Linked DNA regions of Mus musculus: regions 1 and 2 are each linked to region 3. Evidence: chromatin contacts called from public HiChIP or PLAC-seq data. All regions are on one chromosome and are shown on one strand. Each heading gives the region's core, a stretch centred on a gene start, on an enhancer-like site or on the middle of the called end of the contact. The rest is flanking DNA. Distances are from core to core; before and after follow the strand shown. Region 1 has its middle 380 kb from the start of Gm25833. Region 2 has its middle 300 kb from the start of Gm25833. Region 3 has its middle 520 kb from the start of Gm25833.

Evidence for each region. HiChIP or PLAC-seq counts read pairs in DNA pulled down with a chosen protein or histone mark.
Region 1: a contact with region 3 is called in a RAD21 HiChIP or PLAC-seq map of pro-B cells, with 2.5 times the contacts expected there. The contact joins two enhancer-like sites. A contact is called at or near these places in 1 of 15 datasets of contacts at CTCF or cohesin (pro-B cells) and 1 of 115 datasets of contacts at active chromatin or transcription factors (large pre-B cells).
Region 2: a contact with region 3 is called in a RAD21 HiChIP or PLAC-seq map of pro-B cells, with 4 times the contacts expected there. The contact joins two enhancer-like sites. A contact is called at or near these places in 1 of 15 datasets of contacts at CTCF or cohesin (pro-B cells) and 1 of 484 Hi-C or Micro-C datasets (cortical neurons).

What each region holds. Positions count from the first base shown.
Region 1 is chr6:68,912,722-68,917,057 of GRCm38.p6, reverse strand. It overlaps Igk. Among named protein-coding and RNA genes, the nearest start is that of Gm25833, 380 kb to the right of the region's middle. Within about 2 kb of position 1,352, at least 1 of the 459 cell types and tissues checked has an H3K27ac peak or open chromatin away from gene starts, as enhancers often do. A contact at or near this core is called in pro-B cells, where this site is marked.
Region 2 is chr6:68,825,785-68,830,126 of GRCm38.p6, reverse strand. It overlaps Igk. Among named protein-coding and RNA genes, the nearest start is that of Gm25833, 300 kb to the right of the region's middle. Within about 2 kb of position 2,831, at least 1 of the 459 cell types and tissues checked has an H3K27ac peak or open chromatin away from gene starts, as enhancers often do. A contact at or near this core is called in pro-B cells, where this site is marked.
Region 3 is chr6:69,051,588-69,056,162 of GRCm38.p6, reverse strand. It overlaps Igk and the pseudogene Igkv13-78-1. Among named protein-coding and RNA genes, the nearest start is that of Gm25833, 520 kb to the right of the region's middle. Within about 2 kb of position 3,157, at least 1 of the 459 cell types and tissues checked has an H3K27ac peak or open chromatin away from gene starts, as enhancers often do. A contact at or near this core is called in pro-B cells, where this site is marked.

The DNA of each region.
Region 1 (4,336 bases), core at 103-2,602, 140 kb after region 3:
ATTTGTGTTTTTTTTTAATCAAGGCATTGTTTATTAGATATTTTCTTCATTTACAGTTCAAATGCTATCCCCAACCCCCCCCCCCAACCTGCTCCCCATCCTACCAACTCCCACTTCCTGGCCCTAGCATTCCCCTGTACTGGGGCATATGATCTTCGTAATACCAAGGGCCTCTCCTCCCATTGATGGCTGACTAGATCATCCTCTGCTACATATGCAACTAGAGACATAGCTCTGGGGGGTACTGGTTAGTTCATATTGTTGGTTTTTTTTTAAGAATAGTTTCTATCTGTTACAAAGAGAAGTTGCATATTACTTATCTAAAATATATGAATTGACCAAACTGTATTTATGTATAAATAGAGGGGAATATGAAAGCATGAAGCTGAGAAAGATCAAGGACTGTGTGTGGATTTGTATGTATTTATGCGGCAAACAGTATGTGGCTAAAAGTTAAGAAAATGATTATAAAATAACTCAACCTAATCCTTAATCGAATTTCAGATCAAAGAGATGACAAAATTTACAAAAAAAATAAAAGATAAAGATGTAAATATGAAAAAACTGCACTGTTTGTACACCATAATACAATTTTGGCAAGCTGTCTCCCATTTAAGAATGAAAAATAGCAGCTATGCCAGGTGGGGAATCTCAGTGAGGTCTATACAGTTCAGTTGGTGTTGAAATGATAGAGATAATCAATATAATGTTTCTTAACTTACCAATTATACATTCAGTACATCAGGTAAGTAACATTTCCTATTTATAAAGCTACCAAATTATTGCATTTTTTAATGAAAGCCTGATTTCCGATTGCAAGTATTTAACATGTACTATATCATAGTAAATGGTATCACTACTCTCCCTTGATTGTGAGCAGTCGCCACAATCTATAACTCAAGAGCAGCCACACGATTACAAAATAACATCATAGTGTACCATCCTTTTAAAACTTCATTGGTTATTCTACGGTTCTTTATATTATGGCTTTATATTAAATGAAGTGGTACCATAATTTCCAAAACTAAGTTCTATATTATTTAATCTTTTTTGTAATCTCACTGTAAAACAGATAATAGGTAATGTCTATGTTTTTCATTTCATAATGACAAGAAATATGGTATTTGTGTGAATGTGTCTGTATTAACATTAATTTTCATTATGTCTATAACTACTGGAAGAAAAGAATTGCCCCACTTGTCATTGTACTGTTTATTTTTCTAAACACACAACTACTTGGCACACATCACTGTAAATGTAGTATTTCTTCTAGACTCCAAAATGGACATTATGCAACCCTGCCTTCATTTTGGCTATCTTAACAGCTAGATGGCAGCACAATCACATATATATTCAGTCAATATCACCAACCCTAGAACTATAATAACATTAAGATTAGAAAACAACCTGTTTATCCTTTGTGTAGAGAAAGGACATTGACTTGTTTGAGTTAATTTTATATCCAGCTACTTCATTGAATCTGTTTATCAGGTTTAGGAGTTCTCTGGTGGAGATTTTAGTGTCACTTATATATACTACCACCTGCAAAAAGTGATATTTTGACTTCTTTCTTTCCAATTTGTATCCCCTTGATCTCCTTTTGTTGTCAAATGGCTCTGGCTAGGACTTCAAATACTATGTTGAAGAGGTAGGGAGAAAGTGGGCAGCCTTCTCTAATCCCTGATTTTAGTGGGATTGCTTCCAGCTTCTCACCATTTACTTTGATGTTGGCTACTGGTTTGCTGTAGATTGCTTTTATCATGTTTAGGTATGGGCCTCGAATTCCTGATTTTTCCAAGACTTTTAACATGAATGGGGGTTGGATTTTGGCAAATGCTTTCTCCGCATCTAACGAGATGATCATGTGGTTTTTGTCTTTGAGTTTGTTTATATACTGGATTATGTTGATGGATTTCCATATATTAAACCATCCCTGCATCCCTGAAATGAAACCTACTTGGTCAGGATGGATGATTGTTTTGATGTGTTCTTGGATTTGGTTAGGGAGACTTTCATTGAGTATTTTTGCATCGATATTCATAAGGGAGATTGGTCTGAAGTTCTCTATCTTTGTTGGGTCTTTCTGTGGTTTAGGTATCAAAGTAATTATGGCTTCATAGAATGAAATGGGTAAGGGACCTTCTCCTTCTATTTTGTTGAATAGTTTTTGAAGAACTGGAATTAGATCTTCTTTAAAGGGTTGATAGATCTCTGCACTAAACCCATCTGGTCCTGGGCTTTTTTTTTTTTTTTTTTTTTTGGTTGGGAGACTACTAATGACTGCTTCTATTTCTTTAAGGGATATAGGACTGTTTAGATCACAGCATCCTTAATCATCAGGGAAATGCAAATCAAAGCAACCCTGAGATTCTACCTTACACAAGTCAGAATGGCTAAGATAAAAAATTCAAGTGACAGTAGATTCTGGCCAGGATGTAGAGAAAGAGGAATACCCCTCCATTGTTGGTGGGATTGCAAGCCTGTACAACCACTCTGGAAATCAGTCTGGTGGTTCCTCAGAAATTGGACATAGTACTACTGGAAGATCCCGCAATACCTCTCCTGGGCATATATCCAGAAGATGTTCCAACCAGTAAGAAGGACACATGCTCCACTATGTTCATATCAGCCTTATTTATAATAGCCAGAAGCTGGAAAGAGCCCAGATGTCCCTCAGCAGAGGAATGAATTCAGAAAACGTGATACATTTACACAATGGAGTACTACTCAGCTATTAAAAGGAATGAATTTATTAAATTCCTAGCCAAATGGATGGACCTGGAGGGCATCATCCTGAGTGTGGTAACTCAGTCACAAAAGAACTCACATCACATGTACTCACTAATAAGTGGATATTAGCCCAGAAACTTAGAATACCCAAGATACAAGATACAATTTGCAAAACATGAAACTCAAGAAGAACGAAGACCAAAGTGTGGACACTTTGCCCCTTCTTAGAATTGGAAACAAAACACCCATGGAAGGAGTTACAAAGTTTGGAGCTGAGACGAAAGGATGAACCATCTAGAGACAGCCATACCCAGGGATCCATCCCATAATTAGCCTCCAAATACTGATACCATTGCATACACTAACAAAATTTTACTGAAAGAACCCAGATATAGCTTTCTCTTATGAAGCTATGCCAGGGCCTAGCAAACACAGAAGTGGATGCTCAATTCAGCTATTGGATGGATCACAGGGCCCCCAATGGAGGAGCTAGAGAAAGTACCCAAGGAGCTAAGGGGGTCTGCAACCCTATAGGTGGAAGAACAATATGAACTAACCCATACTCCCCCCCCCCCCCAGAGTTCGAGTCTTTAGCTGCATATGTAGCAGAAGATGGCTGACTAGTCGGCCATCATTGGAAAGAGAGGCCCATTGGACTTGCAAACTTTATATGCCTCAGTACAGGGGAGCGCCAGGGCCAAGAAGTGTGAGTGGGTGGGTAGGGGAGTCGGAGGGAGGGTATGGGGGACTTTTGGGAAAGCATTGGAAATGTGAATGAAGAAAATACCTAATAAAAATAGATGAATAAAAATTTATCATTTGAAAAAAAAATAGAAAACAAGTAGTTGTGATAGCCAGAAGCTAGGAAAAAAATCTCAAAGTCTGATGACAGAAGAATGGATACAGAAAATGTGTATTTCATTTACACAATGGAATACTACTCAGCTATTAAGAATGAGGGCACCCTCAGATTTGCAGGCAAATGGATGGAAATCTTTGTCATCCTAAGTGAGGTAACTCAGACCCAAAAGGATATGCATGCTACGTACTCACTAATAACTGGCTATTAGCCCCCCCCCAAAAGTACAGAATACCCAAGATACAGAAACAAAACTTAAAAATATCAACAAGCTGCAGGGCCATAATCAGGACATTATGATGCCCCAGTCCCACTTTGGAGGGAGGGGAAATCAACCACAAGTGTGGAGGGAGGAAGGGTCCTGGGAAAGAAAGGAGATGGGAGAAGCAGAGAGTGGATCAGGAGCTGGTATTGGGTCGGGGAAAACGATTGAAGCCCAGAGGGCCAGCAGAAAGAATGGAAACAGGCAACCTCAAAAGGTAAGACACTGAGGGGACCTTCCAGAATGTACCAGAGACTAGGGAGGTGAGAGACTCTCAGCACTCAAAGGGAGGGACCCTAGTTAAAATGCCCTACAGTGGTGAGAGGGAACTTGTAGAGTCCACCTCCAGCAGAAAGACAAGTCATCAAGAAAGGGGTAAAGTTGCCATATCACAGTCAAAACTCTGACCCATAATTGTTTCTGTCTGAAAGAATGGCAGGAATGAAAATGTTAAGAAGCCTGAGGAAAAGAAGTACCAGTGACAG
Region 2 (4,342 bases), core at 1,582-4,081, 230 kb after region 3:
CCAGGCCATGTGCTTCTGTTCCACTTTGCCTCTTCTTTCTCCTCCTCTGAATCCTCTCTCTCTTCCATTTTCTTCTTCTCTCTCCCCATTCCGGTTCATCTTCCCTTTGTCGCCCAATCATCAGTACTCCTTTATTTTACAAATTACAGTGGGAAGCAGTTTTACAGGAAATCACCTGAGTGCTGACTCATTCCTTGTTCATAGCCTTTCACAGGAGAATGGAATTTACATCAAATATAATTAGCTCCACAACACATAAATCCAGATATGGGAGGGTCAAGGGGTAACAGAAACTTTTATCTGGAGCAAGTTCACCCTGAGACTTCTTGGCATCAAACTCTTGTTTTCAAAAGGTCAAGATCTTATAGGCTGCCATAGGAGTGCTCCAATCATCTGACTGTACATTTATCAGCAAACACAAAAAACTAGGGTAAAGTGGTTAACCTTTATTTTGAAGGAAGAATGCAGTAAACTAATAATACTGTATCAAAACCTTTTCTTCATTTAAAGATGAACAAGAGAGCAATATTCCTGTCTTCCCTATGTCTCTGAATACGAGAAAGCACATCTACAAGAGACCTGTTTCTCAAGCAATGTTGGGACCATAGTAACCAGAGTTGGTCCAAAGACAGCACCCATCAGCTGATGGCACAGAGGGAAAAATATGTTCCAGTGCAGAGAAGCTATGGTTTCTCTGGTGGCTTTACAATTAGTTCTTCCCTATTTGAGGAGTGGCTGAGGCAGAACAAGGGGGGTGGCCTAGTGGATCAAGGTGAGGGGGCAGAGCCAGCAGTCACCATGTGTTAAGCTGATCGGCTAAGAAAGAGCAACAAGATTTGCAAGAAGAAGAAATCCAAGCCAAGACTGAAAATCTAGGTACCTGAGCACAGGCAAACTTTTGATCAGGTAAGTATGTTTGGATTTGTGCTTAAGAGCTAAAGAAAAAAAAAAAAAAACAAGCCGGTAAAAATCATAGAGAGAAACAATTGACAATACTAAAATGAAATCTTTGTAGGAAAAAGAGAGAGATTAAAAAGGAAATATTTTCTGTGTTAAAAATGAAAAACTTAGTGACAGAGGGTATATGGGTCTCAAGTAATTTTGTTTTGATTACTACCATAGAAATAATATTTTTCATAATGATTACAATTTTATGCATGCACTTAAAGTGAGAGCAGAATGAAGCAGACTGGGTAAGAAAAGACCTGAAATAACCCATGCTAAATTACAGACAATAGAACAAAATTAGACAATCCAGTTGGACGTGGTGGCGCATGCCTTTAATCCCAGCACTCAGGAGGCAGAGGCAGGTGGATTTCTGAGTTTGAGGCCAGCCTGGTCTACAAAGTGAGCTCCAGGACAGCCAGGGCTATACAGAGAACCCTGTCTCAAAAAAAAAAATTTAGACAATCCTCTGAAATCATAATTTTCAGATGAGTCTAATATACAGTCTTCATTGCCACCTTGTGATAAGACTGCAAAACTGCAGTCTAAATCCATTAAAAAACTAAAATGATTTTTTTCTAGCTATAATAATGGGGAATTAGCCCTAGATTATCAGAGTACACAAGGTTATCAAGAATTTGAATAGAGGTCCTTAGAGGCATCAGACTGAAAGAAATTTAATTAAGCAAAACAACATATGGCTTCCATTCATAACTGGGCTACCCAAAATCATGTAAGTCCAAAAGATTGGAGAGATTTTATATCAGCCATATTAGAACCTGGCCCTCAACTACAATGGCTAACATGATGGAAAGATGAGATTTCATTGTGGAACAATAAAATAGAACTGGAGGCATTGATATTGTCAAGGACCAATTACTAGTGAAATCAATTTTCTGAGTTAAGAGTACAGATAATGCTTGATGATGCCATCTTAGAACACTGTTATATAATAGCTTTAAATACTTGAGACAAGGATGAACAACAGGGAAGGTCCGAATCATTAATAAAGACATTCCAGGGTTCATATGAGTCTTTCACCGAGTTTTAACAAGTATCAACTACAGTTCTAAATGGAACAATATTATATCCAACTTTTAGAGAAAGTTCAATTGTATCTTTAGGTTTTGAAAATGCTAATGCTAAATGCAAAAAGCTATGAGACTTTTAAGAGCCACATTTGTACCTATTTAATAGTTTTATGAATTAAAACTATTGTGGATATTGAATCTAATGCTCACAATTCAGTTATGGGTGGACAATTACAAAAGATATAAAACCTAAAATTGCCTATTGCTACAGCTGTGAAAGATCAGGACAATCCATAAAGGACCAAAGAGAAACAGTTAATACAGATTTTTTTTTCTCTAATGATTCAGGGAGAAAGTTTCCTATGATATGTAGACAATGTGAAAGGAACAGACAGAGGACCTATGAATGTCCTCCACAGATATTTGTGAACATTCTTTAATGTTGGAAAACTAAGAGGCCTTGCTCAAGGCCTGACAAAGAAACAATGTGAGGAATTTGTTTAATGTCAACCACAGAAAAAGTGTTATGGAAAGCAACTTGAAAAATTAAACCCTGGTAGGACAAACAGCTAATCAAAACTTAAGTCATTTAACAGAAATCAAGCAGCTTGTATAGATGAGAGGCTCTGCCAGTGTCTGACAACTACAGAAGTGGATGCTCACAACCATCCACTAGACTGAGTACAGGGTTCCCAATGAAGAGTTAGAAAATGGACACAAAGTGCTGAAGGGGTTTGCAGCCTCATAGGAAGAACAACAATATGAAACAACCAGTACCCCCATAGCTCTCAGGGACAAAACCACTGATCAAAGGATGCAAAAAGAGGAACCCATGTTTCCAGCCTCATACATAGCAGAGGATGGCCTTGTGGGACATCAATGAGAGGAGAGGAAGTTGGTCTTTTGAAGGCTCTATGCTCCAGCATATGGGAATGCCAGAACAGGGAAGCAGGAGTGGGTGGGTTAGTAAGCAAGGGAAGGTGGGTTAGGATGGGGGCATTTGGAGTGGAAATGAAGAAAGGGGATAACATTTGCAATTTAAGTAAAGAATACATCTAATAAAAAAAATCACATAATGAAATTTGCAGGTCCAGAGCCTAAGCCTAATTACCTTGGGATATCTCTGTCCCAATAAAAAATCATTCCTTGCCAAAGGAAAAGAAAGAAAGAAAGAAAGAAAGAAAGAAAGAAAGAAAGAAAGAAAGAAAGAAAGAAAGGAAGGAAGGAAGGAAGGAAGGAAGGAAGGAAGGAAAGAAGGAAGAAAGAAAGAAAGAAAGAAACAAAGAAAGAAAGAAAGAAAGAAAGAAAGAGAGTGGGGGGAGGGAGGGAGGAAGAAAATTGATTACAGATTAGACATAAACAATAAAATATTTAAAACTCATATAGAAAAGTTTTCTGATTTAATTGTCAAAAGGAGAAAAAGACTTACATCAGTTATTAGGAACAGACCCAGCAGAGATTATGCCATATACTAATAATGAAATTAACCCATGAGTAATCAGTTAAGATTAACAAAGACATCACAATGATTTTTTGAGAGAAATTATCAACAAATACCCCCAAAGCAAGAAGCAGAGGAGGAGGAGGACTCTATAGGAAGACCAGAAGTCTCAACTCACCTGGACGTTCGAGATCTCTCACACACTTAACCACCAACCAGGGAGCATACACCAGCTGATATGAGGATCCTAACACATATACATTGAGGACTCTCTGGTCTGGATTCAGTCAGAGAAGATGCACTTTACCCTCAAGAAACTTGATGCCCTAGGAAATGGGGAAGTCTGGTGGGGTGAGGGTTGGGGTGTAAGGATATTCTCTTGGAGACAGGGGGCGGTAGGAGAAGATATAGGATGAGATGAGGAACAGTCAGAGGGTGAACTAGGAGGTAGATAAGGATTGGACTGTAAAAAAGATTAAAGAATTTAAAAAAAAGAGAACTAATTGGATTCTTCTTCATATAATATGAACAACAATAATTTCTAAAGCTCCTACCTTTTATACAGATGCCAATAAATCAGGAATAGCAGGTTATAAACCAGAAATTTCATAGAGGCCCTAAAAGATGCTGTCCCCTTCAGATAGCAGGAAGAAATTTTAAAAGAACAATGCCCCCATTTCCAAGATGTGTGTTGGATGGTTTTTCGTCATTTGGTGGGTGAAGGAAGTTTGTCATCATTTAAGGGTTTGGGGTTGGTCACATTGTTAACGGTCTTGGTAAGAGAGGAAATGAACTAAAGGCACTTAGATTCAGGGATCCCTTTCTCTTTCCTCTAAACTTCTTTGTCTATTGTTAGGGGTAAACTGGGAAAGAGGTGATGAAAAGAGAAAAGGAAGTATATAAGTATGATAGACCAGGGCGGGCG
Region 3 (4,575 bases), core at 1,908-4,407:
TCCAATGTACATTTAAGCTTATGATATATTTTGTATTCCTTTTTGGAGATTAGTGTAAGGTTTGCATGAAAGTGTCACTGGGAAGTTGTTTCTCAGGGAGATCCAAATGTGGCATGATGACGAATGACAGTGTCCCATGCAGTTGTACCTGGAGTAAATCTCCATGTTTTCATTTGTAAAGCATAAATGCCCAAGGCTTCACCTGAGAGTTTCTATAGGGTTTGACAACGTATTAATAATTCTCAATGGTGAAAAAGTAGAAACTCTTGATTTGAATTCTTTCCTCTTGATTCTCTCATATTCTCTGCAAGGTAGGACATTAAAAGTGGACTCCCATTTTGGAGCTCTTTTTTGTTGTTTTGTTTTTTTTTGCTTTTTCATTCCAGTCCAGATACTGCTCATGTACTAGAGTTTCATATAAATAAGAAGAGGGCACCAAAAAGATTCAATTCCAAAACTTAATATTAGGATATGTATCCTGCCAAGAGGGGAATATTAGGTTGAAGTTATAATGCATTGTTTGAAATATATCCAACAACTTTTCTGAATGAACACAATTTCTTTGCTTTATAAAGACCATGTAGAGACTGCCATATCCAGGGATCCACCCCATAATCAGCATCCAAACGCTGACACCATTGCATACACTAGCAAGATTTTATCGAAAGGACCCAGATGTAGCTGTCTCTTGTGAGACTATGCCGGGGCCTAGCAAACACAGAAGTGGAAGCTCACAGTCAGCTAATGGATGGATCACAAGGCTCCCAATGGAGGAGCTAGAGAAAGTACCCAAGGAGCTAAAGGGATCTGCAACCCTATAGGTGGAACAACATTATGAACTAACCAGTACCCCCGAGCTCTTGACTCTAGCTGCATATGTATCAAAAGATGACCTAATCGGCCATCACTGGAAAGAGAGGCCCATTGGACACACAAACTTTATATGCCCCAGTACAGGGGAACGCCAGGGCCAAAAAGGGGGAGTGGGTGGGTAGGGGATTGGGGGTGGGTGGCTATGGGGGAACTTTTGGTATAGCATTGGAAATGTAAATGAGCTAAATACCTAATAAAAAAATGGAAAAAAAGAGAATAGATAAAAAAAAAAAGATTTTGCTGAAAGGATCCAGATAGAGCTGTCTCTTGTGAGACTATGCCGGGGCCTAGCAAACACAGATGTGGATGCTCACAGTCAGCTATTGGATGGATCACAGGGCCCCCAGTGGAGGAGCTAGAGAAAGTATCCAAGGAGCTGGGGGGATCTGCAACCCTATTGGTGGTACAACAATATGAAATAACCAGTACCCCACTGGAGCCTGTGTCTCTAGCTGCATATATATCAGAAGATGGCCTAGTTGGCCATCAGTGGAAAGAGAGGACCATTGGTCATGCAAATTTTATATGCCTCAGTACAGGGGAACGCCAGGGCCAAGAAGTGGGAGTGGGTGGGTGGGGGAGTGGGTGGGTGAGCATGTGGGGGACTTTTGGGGTAGCATTGGAAATGTAAATGAAATAAATACCTAATTAAAAAAGAAAACTTTATACTTTTTATCACCTGCAGAATGATGTCTAGCAAGCAGTTGCCCAAAATTCTAGTCCGATAACTACATAAAAGATGAAAACAGAAATAAATTACAGGATTTCTTTCTAGCCAAAACAAAACATGTATTCTTTTTTAAGACTTTTTCCATTTGCACATAACCTTGAGTTTGTAATAACTTCTGGTAATATGAGATATGAATAATTGAATATTCATGTTTCCCTAAAGAAACCCTAGTACCTGAACATAGTAAGTAAGTGTGACTTATTCATATCACCAGCCTGTATGACTAAGTTTTTGGTGAAATGCTCTTACAGTTCTATATCATAAACATTCAATGGATTTGTTACTTCATCCTGGAACCTATATTTTATTCACCACAAAAATAATGACCATCTGAAAGGATTCTTGTAAGTATGTTCCAGTGTTTTCTCCTTGCTCTGCTATTTAGATGAGTTAGAAACCAAGATATTCTTTCTGAATCAATATGTGGAAAGAAAGTCACAACTATGTAGACTTCCTTAGCTCACCTATGAGAAAATCAAGTTAATCGTAAAAGAGCCCACAGGAGAAGCAAGTATAGAGTGTTTCTCTTTACCTAGTTCTATCTGGTGTGCTAGAAAAGTGGGTAGTAGATTTCTGAATGAAGCTCAGCCCACAGATGTCTGGGGGAAAAGTACAATGATGAGTTTAGGGTTATAAAATGTCAGTATGAATACTCATTTAATTGTGAATACTTTGCACCAGAAGCTTCAATTTTGCTGTTGACCAAAATTTGAATATTGTAAAAATTAAAAAGAGGGAGTAAGATTAAGGAAAAGCAAATTTAAAAACAAAACTCATTAGAATATTTAGCTCGGGCCAGGAGTGGTGGTGCACACCTTTAATGCCAGCACTCGGGAGGCAGAGGCAGGTGGATTTCTGAGTTCAAGGCCAGCCTGGTCTACAGAGTGAGTTCCAGGACAGCCAGAGCTACGCAGAGAAACCCTGTACGAAAAAAAAAAAAGTAAGAAAGAAACAAAAAAGAGAATATTTAGCTCAAAGGAAAAAGCATAGTGGAAGGTATTCATCATAAGATGGAACATTGACAACATATATCACTTTGTAACTGGCTCTGAATGATGTTTGATGCAAAACTATTAGGATAAACATAATATTTTTAAAAGTCTTTGTATTATGTACAATCTCCTCCAGTCTGCACTCTTCAACTTACAATATTTAATCATGTCAAAATTTGTTCAAGTGAGACTATGACATTTATTCAAAGGAAGTATAAATTCTCAGGGTTTTTGTTTGTGAATTTGTTCTTCAAATGTCTTCAAATATGTTGCTCATTAGTGTGACCTTATGTCTCTAAGATTTGTTAACTAAAATGATTCTGGAATTCATTATTACAATTAACTCTGATTATTAATGGTGAGCTGTAGTTCAGTCATATTACAGCCAGTTGCATTCATTTCCTATTATAAACTATTTTGACATGTACACTACAGAAAGTGCTATTCATCACATTTAATAATACAGTGAAGAAGAGTGGAAACAGAAGGTGTCTTCTTATAACATCATACTTTCAGTTCTAACTTACTGTGTTATGCATAGTGACCCTTAGGGATTCCATACTTCTTACAGTTAATACTCTTGCCTCCCCAGAGGCCCAACAGACTGCCTTGAGTAGAATAGACCTCTCAAAACAACAGAAGATTTTTATTTCATCTCTGTGTTCTTTGTTCCTATTTGGCTCACAGGAGACTGAAAAAAGGGATAAAAGTCTTCTTGAGTCTCCCTCTCCTACAAGATGCCTAAAGGATAACAGAAAATTATGTACATCTTTCAATGTCCTGAGAAATTCTTTATACACTAAAAAACCATTCTTCTCCTAAAATTCTTTTCGTTTAAATTTATAATTCAAACACACACACAAATACACACACACACATGCACACACACACGCACACACACACACACACACAAACCATGTGGACACATACAAGCATACATAATCAATGTACACACACATACATACACACTAACAATATATCCTAAATAGCACTATTGTTATAGATATGAAAAAGAGCAATGCCTTAATCTATTGTTCTGATACCTTGGCTGTGTATAATGGGAACAAAACAAAACTGTCAAAAGGAAAGATTCATCACATTTATTAAATAAGGGTTCTTATTCAAGCATGTACCAAGAAATATTAGAAAATCTTATGATTTACTGACACTATTGGCTTCATTTATGGTGTAGTGAGATTAGTATCTTAAACACTAGCTAGAGAGGCCTCAGCTCATTACAAATCAACAGGTATATATCACAATGGCAGACTACAATAACAAAGATTCTAAGGGTATTGGCATATACACATGGCATAAAGACATAGACATAAGTAGATAAAACTCAAAGTTCAAAATATGTTTTCTCTTGCTAGCTTATGATGGTTGGTCTCACTACAATGTGAAATAAATGTTTATATTCACCTACAAAAGACTCACCTAACACACAGTTATTCCATGGCAGTTTTACACTCATTATTAGAAAAGTAGACTAAATTATATTTATTCCATCCCTCTGTAGCCTGGACATCACAATCTCATATTCTTAAAGAAAAGCGTCCATTATTTCATAAACACAGAATTTCATGAAAAATCACAGAACAGGGAGCCTTAGGCATAACCACAAGCCATCTAATGTATAATATTTGTCTTTCATTTAAGAGAACACAACCGCCATTTTATTACTTTTGATTTTTATTTCTAAAGGTGTCCATCTACTAGATGAAAAATAGAAAAGAATATGAAACTACAAAATGACCCACGACTTCTAACCCTTGAAGGAACCCGATTTCGACCTGAATGTGCGGTATATGAGGAGTTTTAGAGCATTCCTTGGTTTCTGCTGATAACAAGCTAATGATATATTAATCTCCTAACTTGTCATGCAATTAATGGTGACTCCTGTACTTATGCGGATGAGTGGGATGGGGATTGGGTCAACTTGATGCCAAATATTGTGCTTGTAATTGGAATCATACAAAC